Linked DNA regions of Mus musculus: all the other regions are linked to region 1. A link is a contact called in public HiChIP or PLAC-seq data. All regions are on one chromosome and are shown on one strand. Each heading gives the region's core, a stretch centred on a gene start, on an enhancer-like site or on the middle of the called end of the contact. The rest is flanking DNA. Distances are from core to core; before and after follow the strand shown. Region 1 holds the start of Zmynd11 (zinc finger, MYND domain containing 11). Region 2 has its middle 21 kb from the start of Gm40665. Region 3 overlaps Zmynd11 (zinc finger, MYND domain containing 11).

Evidence for each region. HiChIP or PLAC-seq counts read pairs in DNA pulled down with a chosen protein or histone mark.
Region 2: an H3K27ac HiChIP or PLAC-seq map of embryonic stem cells shows a contact between it and region 1, with 7 read pairs. The contact joins the enhancer-like site here to the promoter of Zmynd11 in region 1. A contact is called at or near these places in 1 of 15 datasets of contacts at CTCF or cohesin (pro-B cells), 2 of 484 Hi-C or Micro-C datasets (brain and cortical neurons), 3 of 115 datasets of contacts at active chromatin or transcription factors (CD8 T cells and embryonic stem cells) and 2 of 9 other capture datasets (adipose tissue and pancreatic islet).
Region 3: a BATF HiChIP or PLAC-seq map of CD8 T cells shows a contact between it and region 1, with 8 read pairs. The contact joins the enhancer-like site here to the promoter of Zmynd11 in region 1. A contact is called at or near these places in 1 of 39 promoter capture datasets (macrophages), 3 of 484 Hi-C or Micro-C datasets (the G1E-ER4 cell line and cortical neurons), 6 of 115 datasets of contacts at active chromatin or transcription factors (CD8 T cells, the SCID.adh cell line, double positive thymocytes and 2 more) and 4 of 9 other capture datasets (adipose tissue, liver, macrophages and 1 more).

What each region holds. Positions count from the first base shown.
Region 1 is chr13:9,763,976-9,766,702 of GRCm38.p6, reverse strand. It overlaps Zmynd11 (zinc finger, MYND domain containing 11), which reads left to right and starts at 1,382. Exons shown (of 15, transcript NM_001199141.2): 1 at 1,382-1,648.
Region 2 is chr13:9,816,226-9,818,952 of GRCm38.p6, reverse strand. No RefSeq gene overlaps it. Among named protein-coding and RNA genes, the nearest start is that of Gm40665, 21 kb to the right of the region's middle. Within about 2 kb of position 1,367, at least 1 of the 459 cell types and tissues checked has an H3K27ac peak or open chromatin away from gene starts, as enhancers often do. A contact at or near this core is called in embryonic stem cells, where this site is marked.
Region 3 is chr13:9,725,007-9,727,733 of GRCm38.p6, reverse strand. All of the region lies in intron 2 of Zmynd11 (zinc finger, MYND domain containing 11), which reads left to right. Among named protein-coding and RNA genes, the nearest start is that of Zmynd11, 39 kb to the left of the region's middle. Within about 2 kb of position 1,308, at least 1 of the 459 cell types and tissues checked has an H3K27ac peak or open chromatin away from gene starts, as enhancers often do. A contact at or near this core is called in CD8 T cells, where this site is marked.

The sequences.
Region 1 (2,727 bases), core at 133-2,632:
TCAACCTTTTGCCTTCTTTCACAACCCAGTACATAAATCCAGAGTATGTCACAGGTTGCACAGAAACAACTACATTACTTTGGTCTTCCAAACCTCCGTCCAACCTCCAGCCACTGGCCTTCTGACCCACCCTCATATACTCACCCAGTTGACAGACAAATGCAGTTAATAAAGCTGTTGGGCTGGGAAACTATAGCAAAGAAATAGGAAATCTTATAGATAGGCTATCTAAGAGAGTTATATGTAAAAATAGAAGCTATTTCTATTCTGTATAACTGGGGGGAGTCACTTTGTTTTCCTAAACTGTATTTCTCTCTCCCTCTCTCCCTCCCCCCTTCTCTCTCTCTCTCTCTCTCTCTCTCTGTGAGTGTGTGTGTCCCTCCCTCTTTCCCTCCCCCCCACACAGAAAAATTTTCATACTTGAGTAGCTTCTGCAAACTACATAGAAATATAGAAGTAGGCATTCCTCTACAGCTGAAAGAAGACCTTTTTTTAAAAAAGAGGTGATTCACTTAAAGAAGTGATTTCCAGTCCAGCAGTCCAATCCAATACGGCATGATTTCCCCTGGCATCCTTTAGTCCACCCATCTAGTTTAAGGGCGACTTCTGAAATAAACTGGTTCTTTCATTCCATCACACAGGTGGGTCCTGGGGCTTGAACTCAGACTTTCAGGCTTGGTGGTGAGTGGCTTTATTTGCTGAGCAATCTTGCTGTCCAGCCATGCCATATTTTATTATTTAAATGAATTATAAATACTTCATGATCTTAGAAGTGGGGGCGGGGGGAAGCCAGAAACAAACATCAAAAGAGCAAACACTTCTCTCTGCGATGCTGGTATCAGTGGCAGAACTGTTAACAGTTTGAAAGACCGTTTGACTGGTGTACTTCAAAAAGCCAACTCAATGCTACTCTAAGTAAGTTCTAACTTAGAGATCAGCACTGTAAACAGATGGATAATTTGTATAAGAACCCTAGATTTCTAGGGGCGTCGCCAGTGATTTTTCAGGTACATCTATCCAATGAGAATAGGGACAGGCAATCTTAGCTAATGGGTTTCCCCTTTTAAACTCCTAGCAGGCAAAGGTTGTTAGGACAACGTATGACATCTGTATATGCTTTGACTTTTCCCCCAAGACTTTTAAAGCCATATAGCTTAAGGGCTCTCCTCTGATTAGATCTAGAATTGCTCACTAGAAAAGATAACCTACTCCTCACAGCAATTTGTAATGTTCTAACCAGAGTGATAATGGGTGGTCCATTCTTTCTAAACGTCCCACTTGTGCATATTTGAGACGGGGAACTCGGGTGTCTTTGCAACTTTTTTTTTTTTTTTGAGCACAGGATTGGAAAGCGAGGGATACCGTCTTACCCACTCGGGTCAGTAGTACACGGGCGAGTGCTTGTCCAACACGGAGCCATTAGGAGCCAAGCAAAGTGCCGAGCGGGTCCACACCGCAAGCTGCAACGCAGCCCACCGGGCTTGGCCGGATCCTAACAATGCTACCCTCGTGTCTCGGTGCTCGCCTCCAGCGCGCCTGCACGTACGTAGCTCGCACGTGTGTGTTGACATGGAGTTCGTGTGTGGACCCCCTTAGAATATGCTGAAACCGATTTCTCAGCGAGGCGCCGGAGACAGGTCGAGGGAAGGTAGGAGCGGGTGCGGCGGGCTCCCCCGGCCTCGGGGCGGGGAGACAGCGCGGGCCGCGCAAGTCCCGCGCCGGCCGCTAGAGCCCCCCGTGCGCAGCTCGGCCCAGGCCCCGCGCTCGCCCGGCCCGGCCCCGCGCTCGCCCGGCCCGGCCCCGCGCGGGGAAACACTCAAGCGCACACAATGAACTCCGAGGAGGCCGCGAGCCGGGCCGGCCGCCGCGCCCGCACCGTGTGAACCGCCTCTTGGTTGGGGGATGCCAACTTTGCCCCCCAGGCGTCCTCTGCAGCCCCGCAGGCCCCGCGCCGCCGTCGGGCTGAGGAGACGCGGTGAGTGAGCGAGCGAACGAACGAGCGAGCGAGAGCGCGCGGCGGGCCAGGCCTCCAGCCGGCGCGCGACGCCCCGGCCGCCTCGCCCGGTTTCGCCCCGGCGCGCGCCGAGGCATTTTTTTTTTTTTTTTTCTGTGGTGGAAGCCGCCGCCAACATGGCGCCCCTCGAGCCCCGAGCCCTCCGCGCTGAGCCAGCGGGGGGAGCCGGGGAGGAGGGAGGAGATGGCGGGGAGGAGGAGGCGGCGGCCTGCGTCCCCCCCGCCCCCCGCGCCCGTCGCCGGCTGAGGCCCGAGAGGCGCCGGGCGGCGGGAAGGAGGCGGCTCCGGAGGGAGGGCCGGGCGCGGCGGCGGCAGCGGCGGCGGCGACGGAGCGCAGCATAATGGTGGGGAAAGCTCGGCGGCGGCGGGGCGGCTGGGCGGCGGGGAGGGCGGAGGCATCCGCGGCGGCGGCAGCGCGGCCTGAGCTGTGGTGGCTGCCGGGGCCCCGGGCTCCCGGGCGGGCGGGCGGCGGCTGCCGGTGGCGTCAGGCACGGCCCCAGGCCGGTGAGGCCTGAGGGGTGGGCGCGTTTCCTCTGTCCAGCACCTTGTACCTCCGGCTGACGTGAGGAGCAGGCCCGCGGGAAGGCCGCGGAGAGCCGCGCGCGGCCTGCTGGCTCCGGGAAGCCGCGGAGTCTTGTGAGCTCCTCCCGCCCGGTCCCCGCGCCTCCCGCTTGGCCAGGCCCTGGGGCCTTTGCGCGGAGCGTGTAGCGAGCG
Region 2 (2,727 bases), core at 118-2,617, 52 kb before region 1:
CATCCTTCTAGCTTGCCACATCTGAAAGGCTTCCCAATGGACATTGGATGAACCTGCAAGCTTTCTAAGGGTCTTTACCAAAAGGACTTCCCCGTTGAACCCTGCAGAAGCATTTTCTGCCCAACAACTGCTCCCTGCATGGTGAGATATCTAACTTTATAGTATTAGAAGGGATGTTTGTGTGCAGATAGACTTGAGTATATATTCAGAAGACAATTCTTGCGAGGGTGTTCTAATGGCTGAGCACCTTGCAGTCCCACGGGCCATGTTCTCCTCAGATACACAATTGGACGACATTGGCTCTTCTGACTCATGAGCACACACCATTTTCCCATTTAATTGTGTCTCATTTAATACCTTTCATTAGAGTCTTACAATTTTCAATGCGTGGATCTTTGGCTCCTTCACTAAACTGACTCCTAGTTATTGTATTTTAAGTAGAAGCTACCGTGAATTAATCGTTTTCTCGATTTTTTTTTCAGTTAGGCCATGATTTGTGTATACAATGCAGTTGGCTTCACATAATGATTTTTGTATCCTGCGGCTTCTTTTCAGACTGTAGGCAGCAGTCTCCTCAGGGCCTTGCTTTGGTGCCTATGCTGGTTTTAAACTCATGGCATTAGAGGACTGTCAGGCCGGCACTATAGTTTCCCAGTAATTTTATATAATTCCAGAAATAAAATTGCCATAGTCCTAAAATAGCTGATTTAGTACCAGTTAAAATCAAGCCTGAAAGATACTAAAATTCCCCCTGCTTGGGAAATCTAAGTCATAGCATCAGGATAAAGTTCCAGGCCACTGTGGAAACAGCTAAATGCTACAGGTAGCCTGAGGGAAAGTTTGGATGATAGAAATATATTTTTCCATGGTGGAAAAATGCAATCTTCTATGGTATTGTAAAACTACATGGAGTTAATAGGATTTCCATAATGTCTCTCTTGTGCCTGATCACCTTATGTTAATAGTACATTTATAACATTCTCACTAAAATATAAAATGGCCACTTATTATCCTGCTTTTGAACTCATCCATAGATGGATTTAACAGAAAGGTGGATTTATTTTTTTAAATTTTTTACTTGTTTTATGTGTATGGTTGCTTTATCTTGCACACATGCCTGTGTACCATGTATGTGTGTGTTGTGCCTACAAAGTCAGAAAAGGATGTCAGATCCCCTGGAACTGGAGTTGTAAAACTGCCATGTGGGTGCTGGGTACTGAGCCCAGGCCCTCTATAAGAACAACTAGTGCTCTTAACCACTAAGGCATCTTTCCATCCCCCATTATGGTTTTTAAGACAGAGTTTTAAGTAGCCCAGGTAACTTGAAGCTCATGATGTAGCTGAGGATGACCTTGAACTCTTGACCCTTCTGTCTCTGCCTCTCAAGTGCTGGGATTTGACACCACGCCCCCCATCATCAGTCAGGATGGATTAGTAGCTTTTCAGTTTCCCCCAAGAAACTGGGCAGGAGGAGAGGTTGCCATGCTCTGCCCACCCCCCACCTGTAAACAGCATTCTGCCAACATTGCATCATTAATCCTGTCTGTGCACCCACAGAGAGGGCGCCAAGAGTCTATTATCTGTCTCTGAAAGCCCTTCACTGAATAGAAATCTAAAACAGCGGGAACTCAGGCTGCAGAGCAGATCACTGAGCTCCTAAGAAAGATGAGCAAGACAGGCCTAATGGCACACACCTGAAATCCCAACATGTGGGAGGCAGAGGCAGGTGGAGTCCTCTGATTTTTGAGGCCAGCCTGGTTAACAAAGTGAGTTCCAAGACAACCAGGGCTATGCAGAGGAACCCCGTCTCCTCATTGAATTAAACAAGCCAGGTACTGCACTCCTAACTGTTTATTAAACTACTTATCCTTCATCCAGCTACCATTGCTGTCTGACTCCCTTGCAGACTTTCTCAGTGACCCAATTCCCTCCTACCCTTCCATTGGTCAAATGATAGAATTTTAAACCAATTTTGGAGACTTTTATTACTACTGCTAAATATGATGCTTCCCAAGAGACTGCATGGTTCTTACTTTACTATTTTAAAAATCTATACTTATGATAATCCGAGGACTCTAGCTAATAAAACACATTTTTGTTTTTCTATTGTTTTGTTTTGAGATAGCCTCATTGAGCCGAGGCTGGCCTTGACGTTGCTAAGTAGCCAAGGATGACCTTGATCTTAGATCCTCCTGTGTCAAACTTCTAAATTCTGAGATTTCGGATGTGTATAACTATACCCAATTTATGTAGCACTGGGGATGGAACCAGGGACAGAGACTGGGTCAAAGTGCAGGGAGAATCAGAGCCGATTGATTGTCCTGCCACAAACAGAACCCCCTTATCACTCCCTTCTCCAAGGCTCAGAGGCTGTTAGAGGAAGTGGAAAGTTTGTAGCCACAGGTCAGAGAGGACCCAAGTGAGGCCAGAGTGTGTCCTGGACACAACAGGACCATTCTACAAAATTTACAGCAGCAGTGGTTGTTTGTACGAGACCTACAAATGATCAAGATACTCAGCAATCGAGCACAGAATGGGGCTGCTCAGGAATCCTCACCATAACTGGAGAGCTATTGATAGCTGATGGGCTCTAGGGGAAAGGGTCCCTTTTCTTTAAGGATATGGCCCCTGGTAAGTAAGAGGACCGTGCTCCAGTGGATTACCACACACCTATGAGTATATGAGCAAGACAAAATTGGACTTGCTAGCTTTTGTTGTGGTTGTTTG
Region 3 (2,727 bases), core at 59-2,558, 39 kb after region 1:
CTTCTCTCTACTTTCATAGTCATGTGCTTATGTTCTTTTTTTATCATTTCTTAAAGTTTTGTAGAAGCTTTTACAAGTATTTGCTGACTATGAATATCTTAAACTAGATTATGTCACGCACACTTACCGACGTCAGTAGGGAGTACAGCAGTTGGGACAGTAGTAATAATGAATATTTGGACTGGGACTGGAGCTCAGTGATCGAGTGGTTGCCTAGAATGAAGAAGCCCTGGGTTCTATCTCCAGCATCGCACGGGCACATGCACATACATGTGCATACACACATGCATGTGCACTCACAGAATACTAACAGCTGTTTAGTTGCATTAACTGAGGAAGTAATTTCCAGGAGGGCTGTTGTAATGGACATCATTTGCTGGAATTTAATTTTCACAACTCTGGGGTTGGTGTCTCTCTCTCTCTCTCTCTCTCTCTCTCACACACACACACACACACACACACACACACACACCATGACTGCTGGTGAATACAGTGAGGCTTAGGATCAAGAAACATTGTGTAACACTGTGCCAGCTGTTAGGCTCAAACCAGAAGTCTGGGTGCTCTCTCCATTGGTGTTGCCAATGTCTCCACTGTGTAGATGGCCTTTTCTAGTTTTTATTTCCTTCTATCATTTGTTCAGCTTTTTCCCCAGATGGCTTCCCACCTACAGAGATTCACACGCTTCTGCCTCCTAAGCTCTAGAACGGAAGATGTGTACAACACAACCAAGCTGCCCCTTGTAGCCTTTATTAGTGTCATTGCATCCAATCTTTTCCTTGATAGTTTATGCTCTTGAAATATTTTAAGAATTTCTTTTATTCACCAAGAATGACAATTCAGCACTATAATGTCAGTATTCGAGAGACGGAGGCAGATGGATTGCCTTGAGTTTGATGTCAGCCTAGGCCAAAGAGTGAGATCCTGTCTCAAACAAACAAACAAACAAATAAGAAATAAATAAATAAGAAAATACTTCCTTTTCCTGTCTTACAAAAGATTTATTTGTAATTATGAGTATATGCATGGGTTTGTTCACAAGTGGAGAAGATGTCTACAGAGGCCAGAGGAGGGCGTCAGATCCCTTGGACCTGGAGTCCAGGCAGTTGGTGTGCACTAGTGTGGGTGCTGGCATTTGAGCTCAGGTCCTCGGAAGAACATTACATGCTTCTAACCATTAAGTCAGCTCTTCTGTTTATAATTTCTTTTTCTCAAGACATCAACAAGAATACTCTCTACAGTTTGCTTTCCTACCACAACAGCTGTATCTCTCACAGTTCAGTCTTTAGTCCATCTGTTCTCTGTGGCTCCTTAGGATCTATCTAGTTTTCTTTTTCTCTGTACTGTTTCCCTTCTTTAGAATCTAGACTCAACTGTAAAAAGCAAACAAAAAAATTAAACAAAACTCTTGTTTAAAAAAAAAAGAAAAAGGAAAAGGAAAGAAAAAAACCAAAACTGTAAAACTGCTAAAGAGGGGAGGAAAGATTGTGGGAGGCAGATGAGTCAAGGATACCACAACAAAACCCACAGAATCAATTAACCTTAGCCCACAGGGGCTCACCAAGACTGAACCAACTGTATGCCTGTGTCTCACCTAGGCCTTCTGTATACACAGTATAGTTACATAGTTTGGAATTTTTGTGAGACTCCTAACAGAGGAGCAGGGTCTATGACTGATGCTTTTGCTTGCTTTTTTAGGCCCTTGTTCTCCTCCTCTGGGTTGCCTTGTCCAGCATTAATATAGGGGAAAGTGCCTAATCTTATTGCAACTTGATATGCTGTATTTGGTGATATCACTGGAGACCTAGCCTTTTCTGAAGGGAACCAGAAGAGGAGAGGATGGGGAGGGAGGGAGTGGGGTGTGAGGAATGGGAGGGAAGGGAAGGAAGGGAGACTGCAGTTAGGATATAATATATTTGAGACCTGTGGCAGCTCATATTATGGGTTGGTTGATGGTTATCAGCAATGCAGCCTTCCTCACTGCTGTGCCATCTCCATGGGTAAGGGACTCTTCTCTTGGCTTGGGTTAATTCCATACCCAGAGCTAATGACCAACATACTCAACAGTAGTCAGTGGCCTTTGCTAAATACTGAGGGTATATAGACACTTTTTACTCATTGATTTATCTTTAGCAACTGAAAACCTGAGATCTTCGATAAACCAGGCAAATTCTCCTACCACCTTTGTTGTTAACTAGTTATCTTTTTTTATTGAGAAAGTCATCACCTTCCTTTAGAAAGCCAACACCCTTTGCACTCAGTATCTCAGTAGAGAATAGGAAGTTTTGTGACTAGGCAACATTCCCTGCCCTCCTTACCACTATAAGGCAGCTGGCACCTTGTTCTCCATGGCTCGTTCTAGGTCAAACATCCTGGAGCATCCCTAGTCTGAAAATGAAAATCAAGATAATCTTTGGTCTCAAGCCTCAAAATGGTACTCAACAGGTTTGCATTTCAGATGTGAAGCATCAGGGATGCTCAGCTGGGAAATGTTATGCAGAGATACCCAGATGGAAAGCACTCAAAGCTACCAGCATTTTTGACAAGGAATGTTTAAATTGTCCTTTTTCATGGTTAATTTGGGGGGGGGGGTAGTTCAGCATGGGTTGAGATCAGTTTGTGGAGACATTGGTAGTTCATGCCAACAAGATATGCACAATTACCATGTGATAGAGAAGGCAGCAGTATTTCCTAAAGGGAAAGGAAAAAAAATTAATAGATGTCACC